Linked DNA regions of Mus musculus: region 2 is linked to region 1. The links are chromatin contacts, called in public promoter capture Hi-C maps. All regions are on one chromosome and are shown on one strand. The core of a region is the stretch at or near the end of the contact, and the rest is flanking DNA. Distances in the headings are between cores, read along the strand shown.

Evidence for each region. Promoter capture Hi-C pulls out the DNA fragments that hold promoters and counts their contacts.
Region 2: a promoter capture Hi-C map of embryonic stem cells shows a contact between it and region 1, with 5 times the contacts expected there. The contact joins the enhancer-like site here to the promoter of Trim29 in region 1. A contact is called at or near these places in 13 of 39 promoter capture datasets (the 3T3-L1 cell line, 3T3-L1-derived adipocytes, embryonic stem cells and 6 more), 6 of 115 datasets of contacts at active chromatin or transcription factors (embryonic basal ganglia, embryonic forebrain, embryonic hindbrain and 2 more) and 2 of 9 other capture datasets (adipose tissue and liver).

Annotation. Positions count from the first base shown.
Region 1 is chr9:43,308,900-43,312,028 of GRCm38.p6, reverse strand. It overlaps Trim29 (tripartite motif-containing 29), which reads right to left and starts at 1,266. Exons shown (of 9, transcript NM_023655.2): 1 at 350-1,266. The coding sequence starts at 1,153.
Region 2 is chr9:43,858,978-43,862,065 of GRCm38.p6, reverse strand. No RefSeq gene overlaps it. Among named protein-coding and RNA genes, the nearest start is that of Gm39322, 28 kb to the left of the region's middle. Within about 2 kb of position 1,630, at least 6 of the 459 cell types and tissues checked have an H3K27ac peak or open chromatin away from gene starts, as enhancers often do. A contact at or near this core is called in embryonic stem cells, where this site is marked.

The sequences.
Region 1 (3,129 bases), core at 17-2,516:
GAGAGGGAGGGAGAGACAGAGAGAGACAGACAGACAGACAGAGGGAGAGACAGACAGAGGGACAGACAACAGATCAGCCAAGCAGAGAGTTCTGAATCCTTCCGTTCTACACTCCAGCCCGACTTAGGATTCATCTGGTGTGCTTTGCCTAGCGTCTAATCTTCTGTTGGCTCGAACGGGATGTCCCTCTTAAGATCGTTGGAAGTTAGAGTGACCTCTGACCCCCAGGGTGAAGATGAAGAGGAGGAAGAAATGTTTCCTAAAAGCAGAGCACCGTGAAGCCATAAGTCCCCAGTGAGGATCCAAGTGGGAGGGTTAAGGGAAGGCAGCGAGGGGCCTAGCAAGTCACCTCCTTCTCTGCCTTGGCCTCCTCCACCGTCACGGTGCTGTGGTTCTTGTGCTCCTGGAACATGCAGAGATAACAGATGCAGGTCTGGTCGGTCTGACAGAAGAGCTCCATAGTCTTGCCGTGCAAGGGACATTTTCGGGCCTCGAAGTCTCGGATGGGCTCGAGCAGCTGGTGGTCCCGGAAGGCAGCGCCCTCCAGGTGGGGCTTCAGATGCAGCTCACAGAAGGAAGCCTGGCACACCAGGCAGGACTTGACGGCCTTCTGCTTGTTGCCGATGCAGGAGTCGCACAGCACCTCCTCGGAGCCCGACTTTGCCCGCGCCAGGAGGCTGGAGTCAGCCCTGGGGTAGCTATTCCTGCGGACTTCCCCGGGCTCCACGATGGTCACCGTGGGTTTGCGGGGCTCGGAGAAAATGGACTTTCGCAGCTCCCCCTTCTCAGCAAAGGTCACAGGAGGTTTCTTGGAAGCCCCCAACTGGAGCCCCGCATAAGGGGACCTCCTGCCTTCCGCAGAGTCCATACTGAAGTAACTGGAGCCTTTGTCGTCGACAGACTCCACAAACTGGATGATAGGCCTGCGCCACTCATTGCTGGAAAATAGGCCACTCTTCCCCTCCCCTGACTTCAGGGCACTGCCCAGGGTCTTGCCCTCTGTCACCTCCCCACTGTGCCCGTTGGTTGTCTTGGTGTCCTTACTGTCTGCTTTAGTGCCATTCTCTAGGCTGCCGCTGGGACCCGGTGGGCTGCGGGTGTCCCTGGCTTCCGGGCTGGCCCCATTGCTCCTGCAGGCATCGGCACCTTCCATGGTAGGTCACTTGCTAGCCTGTGTCTGCTGGTTGGGGTCTCGTGGCAGGTGGCTTCAGCGGATGTCTCGGGGCACGAAGTGGGGCTGGCAGCCAGAGCCCAGGGACACACCTGTGGGGAGAAGGTGGGGCAGGAGGAGGAGCCATAGGAGGAGCAACCTGACAAAACGGGCCGAGAGAGACAGGCGGGGCAGAGTGGTTAATTACCTGGGCCACGCCTGCACATCCATCCCCAGCCCGGGATTTTAAAGAAGTGTTTTTTATGTCCCAGTTTTATTACTTCCCACCACTGACAACCTGTTAGGCTGCTTCATCAGATGCACTTCTGGCAGGAAGGCAGAGCCTCTGTCCACACAGGTGGGCAGGCTTTGAGGAGGTCATTGCCCCTGGGGGCAGAAGGTGAGGTGTCCGCAGAGGTTCACGGGACAGAAGGCTTCTTAATTGGGTCACACAAGCCAAATCGCCTTGTAATTTGCGGGTTGGACATCAAAAGCAAGTCTCCACCCTAGGACAGCATATTCTGAGGGAAGCTGTGGCCCAGGTCTTGTATGCACAACTGATTCTAACCAATTTGCGACTGATGTCTTGGGTATTTTACGTGTCTGAGCTTATTTAAGCCTCTCTACAATCCTCAGTCTGGCTCTCTCTCTCTCTCTCTCTCTCTCTCTCTCTCTCTCTCTCTCTCTGGTTCTCTCTCTCTCTCTCTGGTTCTCTCTCTCTCTCTCTGGCTCTCTCTCTCTCTCTCTCTCTCGCTCACTCTCTGGCTCTCTCTCTGCCTCTGTCTCTCTCTCTCTGTCTCTGTCTCTTTCTCTCTCTGTCCCCCTCGTGTGTGTGTGTGTGTGTGTGTGTGTGTGTGTGTGTGTGTGTGTGTGTGTACTCATGCCTCTGTATGTGTCTGTCTGTCCAACATCTTGCTCAATTGCACATTCCTTTTTTTGAGGCAGAAGATCTTCCTGAAGCTGGAGCTGGCCATTGGATCTGCTTGTCTCTTTCCTATCAGTGGTACTACAGACACAGGATACCACATCTAGTGTTTACATGGTGCTAGAGAGTGAATCAGGTCTTCATGCTTGCCCGGTGAACATTTCACCCACTGTGATATCTTGGAGGTCATTCCATAGGGCCCGGCCAAGAAGAGAAGGTGTGCAGGTTTTTCTGAGTCATACAAAAAAAACCTACTGTAGAGAAAGGAAAGAATCAATGTCTGGTCTCTGGGGAACACCCCCACCCCCAACCTGGCTGCCTTTGCCACCTGAGTCCCCAGCTGTGCCTTCTGACAGAGATAAAACTTAGGCACTAAGAGGACACTGACTTCAGCCCGTTACAGGCCTGGGATTATAGTCTGGGCCTTTTGAGGTTGTGAAGTTCCTTCTTCTATCCCTGGTTCTTAGAGCCACCTAAATATCTCACTAGAACATAGCTGCTGGAGGTTTTCCTATGCTCATGGCCCTAAGAAGGTGCACATGCAGGTCTTGGGTATCCCCTTAGAACAGACCAGAGCCTGCTTGGGGCCTGTGGGGCAGAGACACAGTGGCAGCGAGGGGGTGAGGGGTGGGGGTGGGGGTCCCTGGAGACCAGACATTTGACTTCCCTTTCTCGACAGGTTTTCTGGTATGAATCAGAAAAACCTACACATCTTCTCTTGGTCGGGCCCTATGGGATAACCTCCAAAATGACACAGTACAGTGTGGGACTCAGCTCTAGAGACATGAGAACTGCCAAGCTCTCTTCCTCCCCCACCCCCTAGCCAAGGACCAGAAGTTCTGTTCTTAGAGGCAACCTGGAAACTGCTCCCCCACAGAGTACAGAACTGCCCCCATTCCCCCTTGGGAATGGATGGATGGATACAGTAGAATGTGGGTGTAGCTGGAGTAGAAGGTTCTGGAGTGTGTGCAGGGGAAGGGTCTCCGTTCCTTCCACTCAAATTCAGGTTAAATCCTGGGAACCCCACCCCTTGACTCAGAAGGCTGGCAGCTAA
Region 2 (3,088 bases), core at 381-2,880, 550 kb before region 1:
TTAGCTGCATTTCTTTCTCTCGCCACCTAGCCCCTCTTCTCTTCCAGGTTTCCAAAATGCCTTTCCAGGCTAAAACCCAGGCTGTGATCTGCCAGCCAGACACAACACCTGTGAGCCCAGTTTAAGAGAGAACCACTTTAGCTTTAAATTCCAAAAAGGCTTAGTTTAAAACTCAGGATTGATCATGGAATTTTGAGTTAACCATTAAGTGTCTGGGGATGGGAGAGATGCTTCGGCGTTGGTTGTATGAGTTAACCCAGCTCTAAGGTGCAAAAACCATGGATGTAGGCACGCTTTCCCTTTCACGAAGTGTGTCTAATATTAGCCGTGTTTCTAATAATACTGAAGACCCAGTGACTGAGAACACTGGATACACAGTGGCTTACTCTGCGCTAGGTGCTGTGCTAGGGGTTTGATGCATCTCATTTAACGCGCTCGCTCGAAGCCTCATAAACTGATTACCCCCGCGAGCTCATGCAAATTTGCTGAATTCCTCACAGCAAGAACAATGGGCTTCTGTCTTATCTTTCAATCAATGCCATCATCCCTGTTTCTGTGGCTCCCTCCCTCATTTAGGATCTTGTCTTTCTGTTGTCTTTGCTGATGCTGTGCCCTGCTCAGGGAAGTCAGTCAGTCCCTAGGGTCTTGAGGGCCTCAGGGAAGGTAACTACTTTCACTTCTGGGTCACAAGTACATTCCCACAAGGCTTCATCTCTGTATTCCCTCAAAATAGTTTGTTTCTTTGTTTGTCTGGGCAGAGGAAAGGTACACATATACCATGTAGTGATCAGAACACAACCTGGGGGACGGATTCTTTCTGTGCACTGTGAGTTGTGGGGACTGAACCCAGGTCATCTGCAGACTTGACACCCCAGGCCACCTGTAGGCTTGATGTCAAGCCACCTTACCAACTGAACCACTGGCTTTCATCTCTGGGCTTTTTTTGAGACAAGTTTCTTCCTCCAGGTTGGCCTTGAAGTCAATACGTGGCTGAAGATGTCCTTGAACTCTTATCTTTCCGCCTCTACCTCCCAAGTACGAGAATTACAGGCATGGTAATAAGTCACCATGCCTGGAGACTGAATCCTAAGATTTGTGCTTGCAAGGCAAACACGCTACTGTTGAACTACATACCCAGCCCACATCTTTACACTTTACATATAAAATGTCACGATAGTCACGTGTGTGTGTGTGTGTGTGTGTGTGTGTATGTGTGTGTGTATGTGTGTGTGTGTGTGTTTCTTTTTATGTTTGTATCCAGAACAGTTTTCTGTAGGATCTAGCAAACGATTGGGACTGACAACTGTGACTGTCTGGCAGAGTGGCTGAGTGAGAAAAAGCTTGCCTTGGAGCTGAGCTGGGTGATGCTCTGCTGTCTGAGAAGGACACCTTCTTAGGAAGCTTGGGGAGCCCTTCAGAAGGAGTTATTGGGCCAGTTCAGTTCTCCACTTCACTTTTAATTAATTAAGACTAATCAATCAATTAATTAATTAGACACAGTTTCACTCAGTAGCCCTGCTTGGCCTGGAATTCACTATGTAGACCAGGCTGACCTTGAACTCTAGGAGACCCTTCTGCCTCATTGTGTCCACTGTGGGGGAGGGGAGATTGTAGCTACACCTCTCCTGGCTACGCCCTGCCCTATTACTATTAACTTGGAGATCACAGGTGGGTCTGTGGAGTCCAAGGCAGATAGCCTCTGCTTTTCTCTCCAGCTCCCAGGATCTTACAGCAGGGACAGACACCAGAGAGCCATCAGAAAGCTTGCGTGTTATGCCCTAAGCTCACACAACAGCCATCTTGGTTCCTGGCCGATGACCAGTATGGAGGAAATAGAGTGACCCAATCAGACAGATGAGATCGAGGCCTAAGGTCAATACTATTTTAATGTTAGCTGGTGTGGTGACATGCACCTCTAGGACCAGCACTTAGGAGGTAGAGGCAAGACAAGGTCAAGGTTTAGGCCAACTTGGTCTATGTAGCAAGACCTTTTCTCAAACAAACAAGCCAATTTGTTGCATACATCTATTCTTTTTGTTATTCTGGGAATTGAGCTAAAGCTGGATATGTTACGCAAGTGCCTACCGTTGAATTACACTTGAAACAGTATGTGTGATATTACTATTTTATTGTTACATGTTTATTACATGTTTATCTTGAATATGTGTGTGCATGCACACAGATGTGGAAGCCGGAGGGAAACCCAAAGGAAGCACTTCTCTCTTTCCTCCATGGAGGTCTCAGGGTTCGAACCCAGCCTGTCAGGCCTGGCTGCAGGTGTTTCTCTCCTCTGAGCCATCATCTTGCTGGCTCTTTTTTTTTTTTTTTTTTTTTAAGGCAGGCTTACTATATCACCCAGTCTCAAACGCCTATATTCATACTTGTAATCCCAGAATTTAGGAGGCTGAAGGAAGAAGGGCAATAAGAGCTCTGGGCCAGGAGTTCGAGGCCAGCCTATGCTGAACAAGGGCCTAGATCAATGCCTTGCCTGAGAGAGGGCTGTCCAGGTACCGTGTAGGATCTGGCCTCTGTAAGCCTTCTTGTCGTTTGAGACAGGGTTTCACTCTGTAGTCCTGGCTGCTCTGGAAATTGCCCCATAGACTAGGCTGACCTCGAACTTACAGAGACCCACTAGCTTCGGTCTATTGGAAAATGTTGACAATATGGTCTGATTTGGGACATTCATTTTGATTTTCTAAAACTATTGCATTAAAATATTTACTCGGGGAGCCGTGGAAGGAGAGAACCTGGCTTTTCCAAGTTGTCCTCTGATCTCCCACATGAATACATGGCCCCTATCCCACCCCCGACTCCAGGTCTGCCCCCTCATTCTCTCTATATAAACTCAATATCTACTCTCCCCACTCCTGCCTGCTGATTCACACATGCCCAAGGTAAATACATTCTGTGCATAAAGGCAGGATTATCCGTGGGGCTCAGTCTTTCTGTTGGGATGCAGGCTGTGTCTGGCTTCCTACATCCTGGAGGAAACATTTATATCTGGTAAGTACCCAATAAATACGTGTTGACTAAGCCTGTCTCCCTTGGTCTGACTGAGAGCTCTAATCCCGAGGGAGTCTTTTCTTCT